Linked DNA regions of Danio rerio: region 1 is linked to region 2. A link is a contact called in public HiChIP or PLAC-seq data. All regions are on one chromosome and are shown on one strand. The core of a region is the stretch at or near the end of the contact, and the rest is flanking DNA. Distances in the headings are between cores, read along the strand shown.

Region 1 (7,800 bases), core at 4,130-6,629, 140 kb after region 2:
TGTTCAGTCTGACATAACGGCAACAAAGATCTTACAGTCAGACATGGGGATTGTGTTTGTGCAGTCCGACGAGCTACAATCGCATAGGATTATTAAAAAGTGCACAGTGTGAGCTGGGCTTTAGAATGTGCTCTGTTGTTGGCGCCAATAGCCTAGTAGTTAGTGCATCGACACATAGCACAGAGGTGCTCACAGTGACTACAGTTCAAACACCAGCTTCAGGTCCTTTGCCGATCCTTCCCTTCTCTCTCTGCATCTCATTCATTCCTCTCTCCTCTCTAAACTATCCAAGTAAAATAATAGTTAAACCCCCTAAAAATAAATATAAAAAATATTAAATATATATATATATATATATATATATATATATATATATATATATATATATATATATATATATATATATATATATATATATATATACACTCACTCACACACACACACACACACTCACACTCACCGGCCACTTTATTAGGTACACCTTTCTAGTTCCCCTTTTGCATTCAGAACTGCCTTAATCCTTAGTGGCATAGACTCAACAAGGTACTGGAAATATTCCTCAGAGATTTTGGTCCATATTGACATGATAGCATCATGCAGTTGCTGCAGATTTGTCACCTGCACATCTATGATGCGAATCTCCCATTCCACCACAATAGGTGCATCAAATAAAGTGGCCGGTGAGTCTATATAAGCATCACAAAAGCACCAAAAAGACAATTTCTGCATTTTGGGTCACTATGCCAACTGGGTCAGGTTAGAAAGACTGATGGCTCACTTAAACTTTGCCACTCCCTTGATGATCTCATCAGGTAAAACACTGAACAATGTATCACAATAGTGATATAGTGAAGCTGACTTCCTCTTACCTACTACAAGGAGACAGGTATGACAACATGTGCCAGTTATCAGCATGAACAACACAAGCCTGGCCTACTGCTCAGATTAAAAGAACAACACTTGAATGCAAAACTGCTGCTCTAAATAAACAATCATGAAATCAGCTAGTACTACTTCAAGAAAATCAGCATATATGTATATTTTGGAAAAAAGTGCATAGATTATATTTTAATCACATCCAGTCTGCACTTCTTGAACAATCATGTATTGCATCACTGTTTTATAAAGCCTCATAGGATGAATCATATAATGATATTATTATATGATATTGTTATTATTTTTGCTCAATTTATTACACAAATGAATAAACACATCTGAAAGTGGTTTCTTGCATCTATTTTTAAGTTAAAGGGGTGGTCCAGAATGTTATTTTTAAGGCTTGGTTGTGTTAATAAGATGCAAAGCAATGTGTGCTCATGTTTAACTTGAAGGAAATCGTGTTATTTTTTCATAAATCTCACTTTGATTATACACAGCTACTCAGCTAACATGAAAACGACTGTCATATTTCCTAGTTTCTCTAAAAGGCCCACCCTCAAGTGACTCTGATTGGTCATCATCATAATATGCTGTGATTCGCCGATCGGCTCCACGTCACGCCCTGACAAGCACGCGCGTTTTTGTGTAAACAGTCAGTCAGTCAGTCAGTCAACACGTGTCTGTAACGAGTGAAAATGGGATGCGGCTCCTTTAACTGTTTCTGTGCCTTTTAGTGTGTTTATGCGTGTATACGATGAAGTATCTGTAACACGAGAAGCGCATGTGCGCGGGAGAGATTTTTATTGTTCTTTTTCTCTCATGCTCGGATTAAGTTATTTTCTATGGTGACAGAATAAAGCACAAGATGTGAGATGAGACCTTTGTGAGCCTGGATTGATTTGTTTTTGATGTTACACTCCAGTTGGGAAATCATTGCTGTATTTTTTTTAAATCAACGCGTTACAGAACGTCTTTCATGCATATGCGGAATATGCCTGTGTAAGTAACATGAATCGTTCACATATCTTTTGCGACTTTATTGTCCGAGTTGTAAAACGCATAGCAAAGCTGCCTATAGAGAGAAACTCTGCCGTCTCCCACAGAGAGACGCAGGTGCTGGCCAAGAGAGCGTGTATGTGTATGTGTGTGTGTGCGTTTACAGCCGTTTGATAAATATAGATTTGTAACGTTAGCTAAGTCGTTAGCGGTTACCATAATTTCCCGTTGTTTACATCTTTGCTACAACACACCGTTAAAGTTAGACACTGTACATGTCATGATCAATTTTAACAAATAAAAACACTTACAGGTCATGACTCAGAGTTCACAGCGTCTCCTTGCTCCATCTTTGAGGAGATTTTAACTGAATCCAGCACTGAACTGGGAGAGATTCTGGAAGCTGTGTTTTGTCAAATCATGCTTGCTATGTATTTTATAGTTCTCTGGAACATAATTAATATTGAACTGTAAGCACTTCTGTGTTTGGGTCGTGTCATTTGGAAGCCCAACAACAGAAACAGAACAGCTATGTGGAAACAGCAGGATGGCATTTCTCCCTCTGCAGTAACGTTACAGCGCCTCTGGCCACGGCCTTTACCTGCGCAGTGTGGGATGCGCAATAACGAACTTTTGTGATCTCACAGGGGGCGGAAGTATTTTTTGTAGTCCCCAAAATTCGTTAATTGTAGGCGTTGCTAAGCTAACTCTGTACAAATCAAGGTCTCCCTTTGCATTAAACTTTGAATATTTTACATTTAGAGATGCTGTTTATGTTCACACAGCTACATTACACATCAACTGAAGTTTAAAATATAATATCGTAGTGGACCACCCCTTTAAATGGGATTTCTTCTTCAAGCATTATTGTCAAACTTATGTTGTAAATCAGTTGCTTGCTGCAGGGTGGTGATTATCCAGAAACAAAACTATTTTAACAAATCTCACACTTTTTGGGGTCAAAGTTTAAACGGGTTTTCAAGCACTAAAACCATAAAATGAAAAGAATGCACATTCTAAAGTAATAGGCTATTAGTAATTGTATAACATTATTCATCAATTTTTTACAACAAGTTAAATTACATGGGATTTATTTATATACGTTTATTCATTCATTTTCTTGTCGCCTTAGTCCCTTTATTAATCCGGGGTCGCCACAGTGGAATGAACCACCAACTTATCCAGCTAATTTTTACGCAGCGGATGCCCTTCCAGCTGCAACCCATTTCTGGGAAACATCCACACACACACACTCATACACTATGGACAATTTAGCCTACCCAATTCACCTGTACCGCATGTCTTTGGACTGTGGGGGAAACCGGAGCACCCGGAGAAAACCCACGCGAAGGCAGGGAGAACATGCAAACTCCACACAGAAACGTCAACTGAGCCGAGGTTGGAACCAGCGACCCTCTTGCTGTGAGGCGACAGCACTACCTACTGCACCACTGCCTCGCCTTATTTATATATAGATCGATTTTCAACATAATTATATTAATCACCAACAATGCTTTATCAAGAAAACATTTCAAATTAATGTCAACATAAATACATAAATTACATAAATCAACATAAAGTACATAAATCTGAATGGCTATGCACAAAATGTGTGATCCTAATTAAACTTTTCATTCACAATTTTAACTCAAATTTCTTTACATAAACAGAAACGGGTTTAAACGGGTTTTTAAAAGAGACAAGTATAAGGAAATAAAAACAAATAATAAAAGTGATTAAAACAGATCAAACGTGTTTTAAAAGGTTATAAAAGAATGAAAAACAAAAGAAAGACATGATAGAGCGATCTGTCGGACAAAGCACAGGGCTCATTCAGTACAGGCACAGCTAAACAGATGTGTTTTCAGTCTTGGTTTGAATGTGCCTAATGTTGGAGCACATCTGAAACACACTATATGTGTGTATAAGCAATAGGAGTACTCCATTCCTTTTATTTCTTTCAGTGTCACTCTGTCCTCTCGCAATGAATGATAACACAAGACTCAATAACAAAAACCAAGGAGTCAATAAAACTCTTCCAAAACAAACATAACGTGGGTAATAAACTTGAGCAAGTCCTTTAAACCTATTCAGAAGTGCACAAATCTAATAATGCACAAAGCAAAAAAACATCTAAAACCTGATGTCCACTCTGATGTGCTGGAGTTTGTATTGACTTCAATTATAGCCCATTATAAAAAATTCATTTAATTATTTAAGCTAAATAAATACGTCAGGGATTACACACACACGCAAAATAGCATATAAACTGGCTCAGCATGCATTCACACATCAATTGTCTTTTTTCTGCAAGGGAAGCTTCCTGTCAATATTCATGACCAAGAAGCCCTGATGCCTCATGGATGCACTGAAATCGAGCACTGCGCTCATTCTGCAGGGCAGCTGCGTCACATGCACCACTGCATGTGTACTGTTGTTTACTTTGCATTCTTGAAATAAATACACAAGGTAAATGTCAAAACGCAATCACTCACCTCGTCTTTTCCTTCAGTGCTGCTGTCCTGCTGCTCAGATGTGCAGAGTTTCCTTTTGTTTTTGCTCTCGGTTTTCTTCATTCTGATGGATGGCGGCTGAGCGCTACTCTAATGTTAATATTTTGTTGAATCCAGTGGTCAGTGCATTCAGATACTGAAACAAATCTCGCCCTGGTACATGGTGAGCAAACCTCTCCTCAACTTTGGTCCACAAATACAGAATAAATGATGAACGCAGGTTTGCTTTTGTGTTGCACTCTCGACCTTAAGTTACAACCCCATCTGCCATGACAGCCAGTCTGTTTTTCTTCTCTTTTTCCGTCAAATACTGCTTTGTTTTCAGTTTTATGTAAACTATGCGGTTTTAGCGCCGAAAATCACCCGGCGGAACACGCTAGCTCGCTAGCAGTTTGTTGATAAAGTTTGACAACATCCGCAAAATAAACGCCTTTTGAGTTTACCAAAATTGAGAAAGTGATCGTTTAAAAGCAATGTGTAAATGAACTCGCCGGGCTCGAGTCTGTCACCGTGAGAGTGTAACGACAGGTTATCATTATGCTGAATAATGCCGCGTTTCCAACGTGTTTGCTGCCGTTTGAAGTCTTCCAGCGGATTGTCTCGTCTTGGTGAACCAATACTTTAGCATTCCAGTTATAACAAAACAAAGAGCTAACGTATAAAAACAGAAAATTTCCTCATCCACTAAACTGCCAGCAGACTGGAGATACACTTCGCCGCAGAGCCACAACACAGCGTTTAACTGTCCATCATGTCTCGTGAGTCTAGAGAGCGAGCTCTGTTTTGACGCGGATCATTATATCTAGCGGTCGCGAAGCTCCGCGTTTCTCCTTCAGTCTCGCTTTTCTTCAGACGTCAGCCCGGCCGGGTGCGGGGGAAACGGCTCGGTGCCGAAAACAATCGCTAATCAGACCCGGTGTTCTGTCATGCCGTCGCTTTTCTCCGAGGAGGAAATCTAGTAGCTTCCTGAAGCTCGCATCAAGTGAACGACCGCCGGTGAGCGCCAAATGCTGATCTAAGTTCAGTCTGTGTAGCAGAGTCTCAGAGAGGAGTCTTGCATATGCACTCGAGAGCTGATCTGAGTTCAGTGTGTAGGAGCAGATTCTAACTAAGTGGGGGAGTCTTGCATTGCATATACACCGGAGGGCTGATCTGGGAACGTTGTTTCCTCCAATGGCTTAGAAGGGGCAAGTGAAAAGATCGCTTTTTGGAGAAATTCGACTTTAGTTTGTTTTTGCTGCCATCTGCTGAGACTAAAGTAACCCTTCCTGCTTAAAACAATGTATAGATCCAAGCTCTCTGTACTATTCCTATTCTATATATTTGAGAAAAATAGAGGCTCAGCATATAATAATAAAACATTTAAAAATATATTATGAAATAAAAATATATAAATAAGTAATGCAAAATATTAAAGATTAATAAAAAATAAACATGAAAAAAGTAAAACTAATATTTTAATGAATACATAAATTAATACAATAGTATGCATAAGGGAAAAAAAACAGAAAAAAAACATATTCTAAATAATAATTTGTTCAGAAATTAAACTTTAACAACAGGGAAATTTAGCACTTAAACTTACTTTTCTTTTTAAATGCTTTTTTCTGTGGTTTGTGTGTGTGTGTGTGTGTGTGTGTACATATAAATAGTCCCTTTATTAATCTGGGGTCACCACAGCGGAATGAACCGCCAACTTATCCAACAAGTTTTTACGCAGCGGATGCCCTTCCAGCCGCAACCCATCTTTGGGAAACATCCACACACACATTCACACACACACACACACACACACACACACACACACACACACACACACACACACAGGACAATTTAGCCTACCCAATTCACCTGTACCGCATGTCTTTGGACTGTGGGGGAAACCGGAGCACCCGGAGGAAACCCACGCGAGCGCAGGGAGAACATGCAAACTCCACACAGAAACGCCAACTGAGCCGAGACTCGAATCAGCGACCCAGCGACCTTCTTGCTGTGAGGCGACAGCACTACCTACTGCGCCACTGCTTCGCCTATATATATATATATATATATATATATATATATATATATATATATATATATATATATATATATATATATATATATAATTAATGGAGAGATTTTTTTCAACACATTTCTAAACTTAATAGTTTTACTAACTCATTTCTAATAGCTGATTTATTTTATCTTTGCCATGATGACAGTACAATATTTTACTAGATATTTTTAAGAAACTAGTATTCAGCTTAAAGTGACATTTAAAGGCTTAACTAGGTTAATTAGGCAGGTTAGGGTAATTCAATTCAATTCATGTTTATTTTTAAAGTGCTTTTCACAATGAAGATTGTGTCAAAGCAGCTTAACATAGTTCTAGTAAAGTCCAGATTTCACAGTTGAAGTTCAGTTAACTAGTTCATGCGGTTTATGTTTCACTGCTGAAAATTAAAACTGAAGAGCAAACTCACCGAAGTGCAGCTCCACAAGTCCAAGCAAGCCACTGGTGACAGAAGTGAGGGAAAAAAAGAAAAACTTCACCCATTGACAAAGTGAAGGAAAAAAAAACCTAGAGAGGAACCAGGCTCTGTTGTACATAACCATAATTTTTATGGCCAAACTTGAAGAGCTGCAGTCTAGGACACTGGACACACCAGATTCTAGAGAAGCTGGAGGTCAATCGTGGAGAAGGTGCAGGTGTGAGTAGGTCGTCGTTGGGGAGTCAGGCTGGCCCAATCGAACAATGCGGTGACTGTGCATCTGTCACAGTGCTCTTTCAGGAATCAGTCTCATGCATTCCATTCCTCAATAACCATCACCATCAAGTCAGGATACTGCCTGGTCCATGATTATGGATATCTTGGGATCATCTCTTCACAGTTCTTGGATCGCATTAATGACACTGCATAGTCTCTAGGGACTTTAGAATGAGTATCCCCAGGTGGAAATAGAGAATAAACAAAATAATTATCGTAGCTGCTGTTCATAGTGTATTTAAACGAGATGCAACAATGAAAATAGCAGTTATTTAAACAAACATAGAAACAAACATGTAAAGCAGATGAGAGTTTTTAACACAACGTCTGGTGTATTAAGGAGGAGTGTGTCTTGCAGGTGGTTGTCAAGCCAGCTCACCCGCGTGGAGCACATTCATGCATCATACCGTTATTTAATGTCTGCTTTACTAAAAAGATAGGTCTTTAATCTAGTTTTGAACTGAGAGAGTGTGTCTGAGCCTTGGACATTATCAGGAAGGCTATTCCAGAGTTTAGAAGCCAAACGAGAAAGCTCAACCTCAACCTTTACTCGACTTTGCTATTCTAGGTGCTACCAGAAGCCCTGATTTTGAGATCTTAGAGAGCGGGTTGAATGGCAGAGAGACAGAATGTTGGTTAGACAAACAGAAACTATATTATTT
Region 2 (7,424 bases), core at 1,892-4,391:
CTTCTTAAAAATAAAATTCCAAACATTTAAAAATAACATTTTTTTGAGCAGTAATCACAATACCGTCATACCATGAAACTGATATTTTCATCAAACGTTTTCATACCGTCAGAATCTTATACCGGCCCACGCCTAGAGTGTATACTTCAAGTGATGGTTGTCCCAAACATGAACATTCATGTATGAATTGCTGACCATATTTTTTCCTAATCCAAATTTCATTGCATGCCTGGGTTGTTATTTTCAATAGAAAATGAAAACAAAGGGGAATCTAGTAGTGAACATTAGAAGTGGATAAGCACCTTTTAACAAAGTTGTCCTAACTATAACTAATCAACACCCATTCTTGTCTTATGACAATTTTAGACTTTTTTTGATCCACTTCAAATGTTGACTACTGTAGATAAAGTGAAGCTCAAAAAAATGACCAAAAAAAAATCATAATAGTCAGAGGAGGAATTGGTCTTGGTCTTGAAGTTTTAGAGATAGAATTACTATCACAACTATCACAAAACTATTAGTAAGGAGCATGTCGTGTGGACAGAGAACTGGTCCAAAGATCACTTTAGTGATGAAAGCGTTGGGTCTGATGAGACATATTATGTTCATCTTCAAACTGGGAAAAGATTGAACCCAAATTGTGTAGTAAAAAAAATAAAAAGAAAAGAAAGAAAGAAAGAAAGAAAGAAAGAAAGAAAGAAAGAAAGAAAGAATGAAAGAAGGAAAGAAAGAAAGAAAGAAAGAAAGAAAGAAAGAAAGAAAGAAAGAAAGAAAGAAAGAAAGAAAGAAAGAAAGAAAGAAAGAAAGAAAGAAGGAAAGAAAGAAAGAAAGAAAGAAAGAAAGAAAGAAAGAAAGAAAGAAAGAAAGAAAGAAAGAAAGAAAGAAAGAAAAAGTGAGTGAAAGTTCAAGGAGGAAGTTTCATGGTTTGATGATGTTTTCTGCAGTAGGGTGCAGCTTGTGCTGCATGGCATAGTGAATGAAAATGTTTATTGGAGGCTCTTTCATCAACTCATCAACATGTGGTTCCTTCCCTGCATTCATCACCCAATTATCCATCTAATTTTTGTTCAGGTTGATGAGTGCCAATCGTTAAAGCAGTTCTTTGGAACAGAAAACATTAAAATAATGAAATGGCAGAATAGAGTGCTGATCTAAACTGTCAGGAAGGATGAGGGAGTGAGGACTCACGATGGGTTTATTGGTTAAAAAGTCAACAAACCAACTAGACTGAAAGGCTGAGAATGAAAAAGCACGCTACAGATAAAACAAACACAAACACCAGGATGAGAGGTGTAAATACACACACACACACACACACACACACACACACAAAACAAATATATATATATATATACATACATACATACATACATACATACATACATACAGTACATACAGTACATACATACATACATACATACATACATACATACATACATACATACATACATACATACATACATACATACATACACACACACACAATAATGTGTTTAAAATTGTTCTTACATTTTTAACCCTGTTGTATACACCGGGGAGAAAAATTTACAATTTCAGGGTTAGTAATTAATAAATTATTGAATAGTTATAATTTAGTTTTAGTTAATTTAGTTTTTTTTTATCCAGGGTTAACAACACACCAGAATGTGAAAAGATGAGACAGAAAGCAGTAAGTTATGAGAAGGTCACCCAGAAATTAACCAAAAACCCTAACTGCATGAAGACTAAAAGAAAAGTTCACTGACAGCATTGTGGAATTGAAGGCTTGATTTGATTAAGCCCTGTAATCCTGCAGCGGGTGGAATAAACTCAGTGAACCCTCACAATAGCCGACATTATGCCCACTCCTGCCAGTCACTGTAAGCTACACAAAGAAAGCAAAAAGAAAACGCTAACCAAAAGATCAGCGACGGTATGCTTGCACACAAGATTTGAAAAACCCTTTACGAGACCCCAAGATTCTCTGCGCCACCCCCAATCTCATGATTTTGATATTGCGTGATCTTATGATGGCACTTTTTTTTGCTAGCAGTGAGTTAAAAATAAACAGAAAGGAAGATATACATAGGTGTGTCAGAACACGAACAGAAATGCTCAGCTGTCGGAAAAGGCTTGGAGTAATCTGCCTGTCACTGCCCTACCAGTCACCTACGACCCGCCGTGACCCTGTCCATGTGCAGTAAACAGCGTTGACACTGTGATCTAGGAGGAATGCTAACTGAACTGATACAGCAGTGTCTGAAACATTAAACATGCTGACTTATTAAGCAGTATCCAGATGTAGAAAGGCAATAACACAAGCCTGAAATAGATGAGTGGCTGTATAATGTAATGTTTTATATGCTAGATGCTGAAGCTCCATTTCATATAGACGAATTGAAACACAGACTTTTGAAAATGGACATGTGGCTGTACACAATCGCTCACTGACTGCTTTTCTGGACTATTGCGCATCCCTCGCTGATTCTTAAAGCTGCTCTCATATGACCATTACGCAACTGGTAAACAGCAAGTGCGGATACAAGAAAAATATACACATGGTCATTGAGTGTGGATGGTCACATGTAATGCATTTTATGCTGCATACTGTGGACATAACACCTTTATCTGGCATGCAGTAAAAACGGCAATATACTGTAGACAAGCAGCGTTTTCAACATAACTATAAAAACATACTAGTGTAAACGCAGCCTGGATTAATCTGGTTGATTTTGAATGTAATAACGTAACAAACTGGATATAATTCATAGTCAGATACGGATCTGCTACTTAAGAGAATGAATTAGCCTTGCAGTGCACATGTAAAGCACATCAACAAAGAACTTTGAGTATTTGCTTTATTTGATTCAGTGTAACACAAAATAACTCTTTGCTGAATGGGCATTGCATCCTCTTTGATCAAAATAAAATGAAATAAAGAAAATAAACTATTATATAATTATTCACAAAACACCACAGCTTTCTCTGTCTTTTTGTAATTTGTACTTACAAACTGCCTCTTCTAGGAAGACTCAGCTCCTTCTGAAATAAAGAAAGAGAAAAATACAAGATTAACTACAAATCAAATGTGTCACAATAATTACGTGAAAACCAGAACTTTTGAACTTGAATGCAGTATACAGTAACAATCCTGCAGGTAATGAACAGTCCACCGGGTGGCGTAATACAACGACCTCAATTCATCTTATCCAACACTGCATTACAAATATTCACAAGTTAACTTGAATTATTAACAAGCTGATTTTAGCAAATTATTATGCCGTGGTAGATTCAATACATGATTTCAATAATGATTAGGTGGAATAATGGCCAGTATCCAGCATAATGAGTCTTTTACCATTGGTGAAAGAAAGTAAAACACCACTAGATGGCAAAAGTGAACCATTATTCTACTCAGCCAGATCTACCTCAGACCAGTGAATGCATACTGTTAGCTGGACAGAGAAAAGACAACTGATATCATGTCCAGAAGACCCATGGGACAGAGGAAAGACACAGAATAAGGCGATTCCATCTGTCCTCAACCACAACGAAACTGCTCTCGAGTGTAAAAATCCAGGGAAAAGCAATGATATTGCAAAAAGAAAATGTGATCTACGAAATCAAGCTGTTTAAATGATTAAAGAGCTCTTATATTGTAAGTATACAACTGGCAAACAAATAAAAACATCATTAACATATTTATATTATTTTCTCGCTATTATGACAGTGATATTAGATATTTGTGTCACTTGTCACAAGAAGTATTGCTCCAGAAAATCTTTTATGGATCTACAAGGTTCCTATTGTGGTCTATAGACCCCCTTTATAATTTTTATTGAAGAGTTAATTTTTTTTTATCAAAATAAAAATCTGTATTAGCACTCTTGACAGATAAATAGGCAACACAAACAATGGCTTTTAGATAAGTCATTACATTCAATTATTGAATGTGTTTACAAAGCCTATCATCCATTAACAGTGTGGGTGTATAAGCAGAGGCCACGCATTACTGATCCTTACTGATTCAACTCATCCAAACACAAAGCCAGCATTCGGTAATGAGCATATTCTGTTGACACCATGTTTCCTTGCATCTGGCTTAGCTGTCACGTTCAAGCACATAGCAGTCTTCAAATAAACATTTATTTCTTAGGGCTCTTAACACATTCATTAAATACTGTAAGTTTTTGAAGAAAATGTGCTTTTTACACAATTAACTCATTTGTCAAAACCCCAGATATGTCTACGCCTTTTGCATTTAACATTATACTATTTTATTTTACTTTTAATATTAAAGGTGCAGTATTGTCTTCAGAAACTTCTCTTCACGTTCCAATAGTAGTGATTAAAGTAAATGATCTAAATGAATTTATGTCTTTATATATTCTTTGTAAGGCAGAAGACAAAAAAAAAGTTTATCCAATTAAAATTTGTCGGACCGATAATTCCCATAATTCTAATAAGTAGCCCAAACTGTCTGGCAACAAATGTAGATTTGTACATCTGTGCACCCGTTAACACAGATCCGAGGCACTGCAACTACATGGACACAAGAGAAAGAGTGACAGTGGTAAAAACAAATCCGGAATCAAAACTTCCTGAATTGTGTAGTTTGTGTTGTTATATATATATATGAGCGATTCCAGCGTTATGGATGTGACATTTGCAGTAAAAACTCAAAACATAATTTCACACAGAAAGTATATGTTGACATTATATCGAAACTTCTGTTTATATTTTCCAAAACAGCTCACCACAGAGTTCTGGGAGCAGAAAAATATCAATATGTAAACATGTTTTATATTTTAAATTAGGAAAATAAACATGCGTTATGGATGTGACAAAAAAGTTTGCAAATTTACAGTCGACAACAGATTATTTAGAAATACTGACAGTTAAACTGCACAACCCAAAAGACACAATGCTCATCAAACAGGTATGAGTCGGCTCACTATAGAATTAAAATGATTGATTTTATTTAATTTGACATTTTTGCATTTATGAAGAAAAAGTGTCGTTATGGATGTGACACATTTCCGTTATGGATGTGACAGCTGTGAAATTTCCACTTGTGTGATTTTGGCAAATTAAATATAATAGTTTGAAATACTGACAGATACATTTACGAGTATTTTTAAAGTACTGTAAAAAACTTGCTAACACAAAAAATGTAAAAACGGTTTCTCTATTTTGGAGAAAACTAAATAATTTTTTATGGCAAAGTTGACATTTGCATGGAATTGCCCATATATATATATATATATATATATATATATATATATATATATATATATATATATATATATATATATATATATATATATATATATAAATAAACTTTTTTTACCCTAAATTAACCTAACTAAAATTAAAAAAAACATGGCCGCTTTCTAAAAAAAATATACGTGAAAATTGTAATTATTTTATTTTAAATCACTTTCTTTTGCAGTGTATATACTGCAATTCCCATCTCAAATGCTCTATGGATTCAATCGTGGCTGTCAACAGCCTGCTAAAGACCTGAGAATGATTCTTGTTTCAGTCCAATAACTGGTTGAGAGCAAAATTCATTTCAAGTGCATTAAAAACTTCAGCCTCCCACTGAAAGCCGCTCTTATTACTGCAGGCTTATTTGACAGCAATGAAAAAAAGAGCATATAAGACAATAGAACAGATCCAATAGCAAAGTGACCAGTAGCAAAACACTAGGTATAATGATAAAAAGACTGTATTCGGAGTGTATCTAGAAGACATCTGTCTCCTAACATCGATAGCTGTGCCAGGGAACCTTCACATCCTCCTGACCTGTCTGCAGAATATTAACACGCCAACTTCCCAAAGTGCAACCTTAGCAAAACACCAGCCTACTTTTTAATTAGCAACTCCACCGATAGCAGCCAGATATGCCTGGAGGCTTCATATACAGCAGCTTTTCCTGCTTTTCATGTCAACTTGAGATCACTTTTCCACTGTGCTGTCAGAAAAAGTGCTCTCTTGACCTCTGTATCCTCTTTTCTGTCTCTCCATAACAAATCTGAAGTGCTCATCAGTGCATTCCCACTGCTCTGACCTGACTCAGGTAAGGATGCATCAGCCTTGGAGAGCTCTGGATGGACTAAACCTTGTTAGCTTGTGTGTGTAAGATGAAGTGAGTATCTTTTCTCGATGCCAAATCAGATTAGTTGTGCAGCATAGCAGTGCTGGCTGATATCTGGATGTTGTGTATGTGTGATAGTGTTCTTGAGAACGGAGCCCAGCTGTGCTCAGGGTGACAAGAGCGAGAGCGTGCCATAGAAATGTTCATGCCTGTTATTTACAGCTCAGCATTTTACACTGATTAAAATAAGGCAAAACCAGACTAAGGCTCTTTGTAAGCAGCTTATCCACCTTTGGCAGTACTTTTTGGGGCATCAGAGCACAGTCTAAGGCCCCGTTTACACTAGTGCGTTTTAGTTTTAAAACGGCGTTGTAGAATGAAAACGATCCGCGTCCACACTCGCGTTTTACCCAGCGTTTCTGAACAGCTCTCCGTCCACACCAAAACGCTGAAAACGCACATCACGTGACCACACACACACTCTCGGGCAAGCGCTCCAGCATTCTACCCAGATGAGAGCTCTGCTTGTCGGACTTCTCATCAAGCATCTCCCGCTGGATCTAATCTCACTATATTTGCTAAACGTGATATTTCATTCATGTTGTTGTCTTTATCTAACGACATAGGCCAATTCCCTGACTTTGGTCATTGGAATCTATTAAGTTACTTGTTCACGGGTAACATGTTTTGGTTAAGTGCAAAGATAAGTTAATGATTAATCCAGGTACATTGACTGATCGCTTGCCCTTATTTCCTACAATGTATAAACTTATTTTATGTTATACTTTTATAATTGTCGATTATTAAAACTGATATTCAGCAAAAGAGAGGGTGCGTTTCGTATTTTCACTTAAATTAAAAGGAGGCAGTTGTTATATGCTCCGTTTTGTTATAAATATCCACGCTCATATATGCAGCACGACGCCTCAACATTTCTGCTGTCTGTTAAGTTGCTAATATTAAAAAGAAATAAGGCAGTTCCTTAAATCATGTTTACATTTTATTGTTGAGAAAGTGAAACAACGTAGCCAAGGTGATGTGAATGAAGTTATAAAGTACACTGTCCCGTTTGAAGATTGACGCGTGTCCTCGGTATGTTTTCCATATCAAACTGAGAAGGGGGAGACTGCGGCCTTGATCAAACTTGCGAAGTCTTAACTTACAAGAAGAGGATGCGAGACTGAACTGTGTGTGGGCTACTTAATATTGAGGAAAAGCCCCAATCAGATAGGCGAACGTTTGCAGCCCCGCCTCCGTTTTCAGATATCTCCGTCTTTCCCCATCCACACTGAGACGGAGCAGCAGCGTTTTAGAATGAAAACGGCCTCTCCAGCGTTTTCAAAAA

Evidence for each region. HiChIP or PLAC-seq counts read pairs in DNA pulled down with a chosen protein or histone mark.
Region 1: a contact with region 2 is called in an H3K4me3 HiChIP or PLAC-seq map of embryo, with 7 times the contacts expected there. The contact joins the promoter of mast2 here to the enhancer-like site in region 2. A contact is called at or near these places in 7 of 18 Hi-C or Micro-C datasets (caudal fin, embryo, hematopoietic stem cells and 2 more) and 3 of 4 datasets of contacts at active chromatin or transcription factors (caudal fin, embryo and gastrula embryo).

What each region holds. Positions count from the first base shown.
Region 1 is chr6:36,388,201-36,396,000 of GRCz12tu, forward strand. mast2 (microtubule associated serine/threonine kinase 2) reads right to left here and starts at 5,380. Exons shown (of 29, transcript XM_073954326.1): 1 at 4,371-5,380. The coding sequence starts at 4,451.
Region 2 is chr6:36,255,035-36,262,458 of GRCz12tu, forward strand. mast2 (microtubule associated serine/threonine kinase 2) reads right to left here. Exons shown (of 29, transcript XM_073954326.1): 4 at 2,990-3,021. Among named protein-coding and RNA genes, the nearest start is that of mast2, 130 kb to the right of the region's middle. Within about 2 kb of position 3,142, at least 5 of the 62 cell types and tissues checked have an H3K27ac peak or open chromatin away from gene starts, as enhancers often do.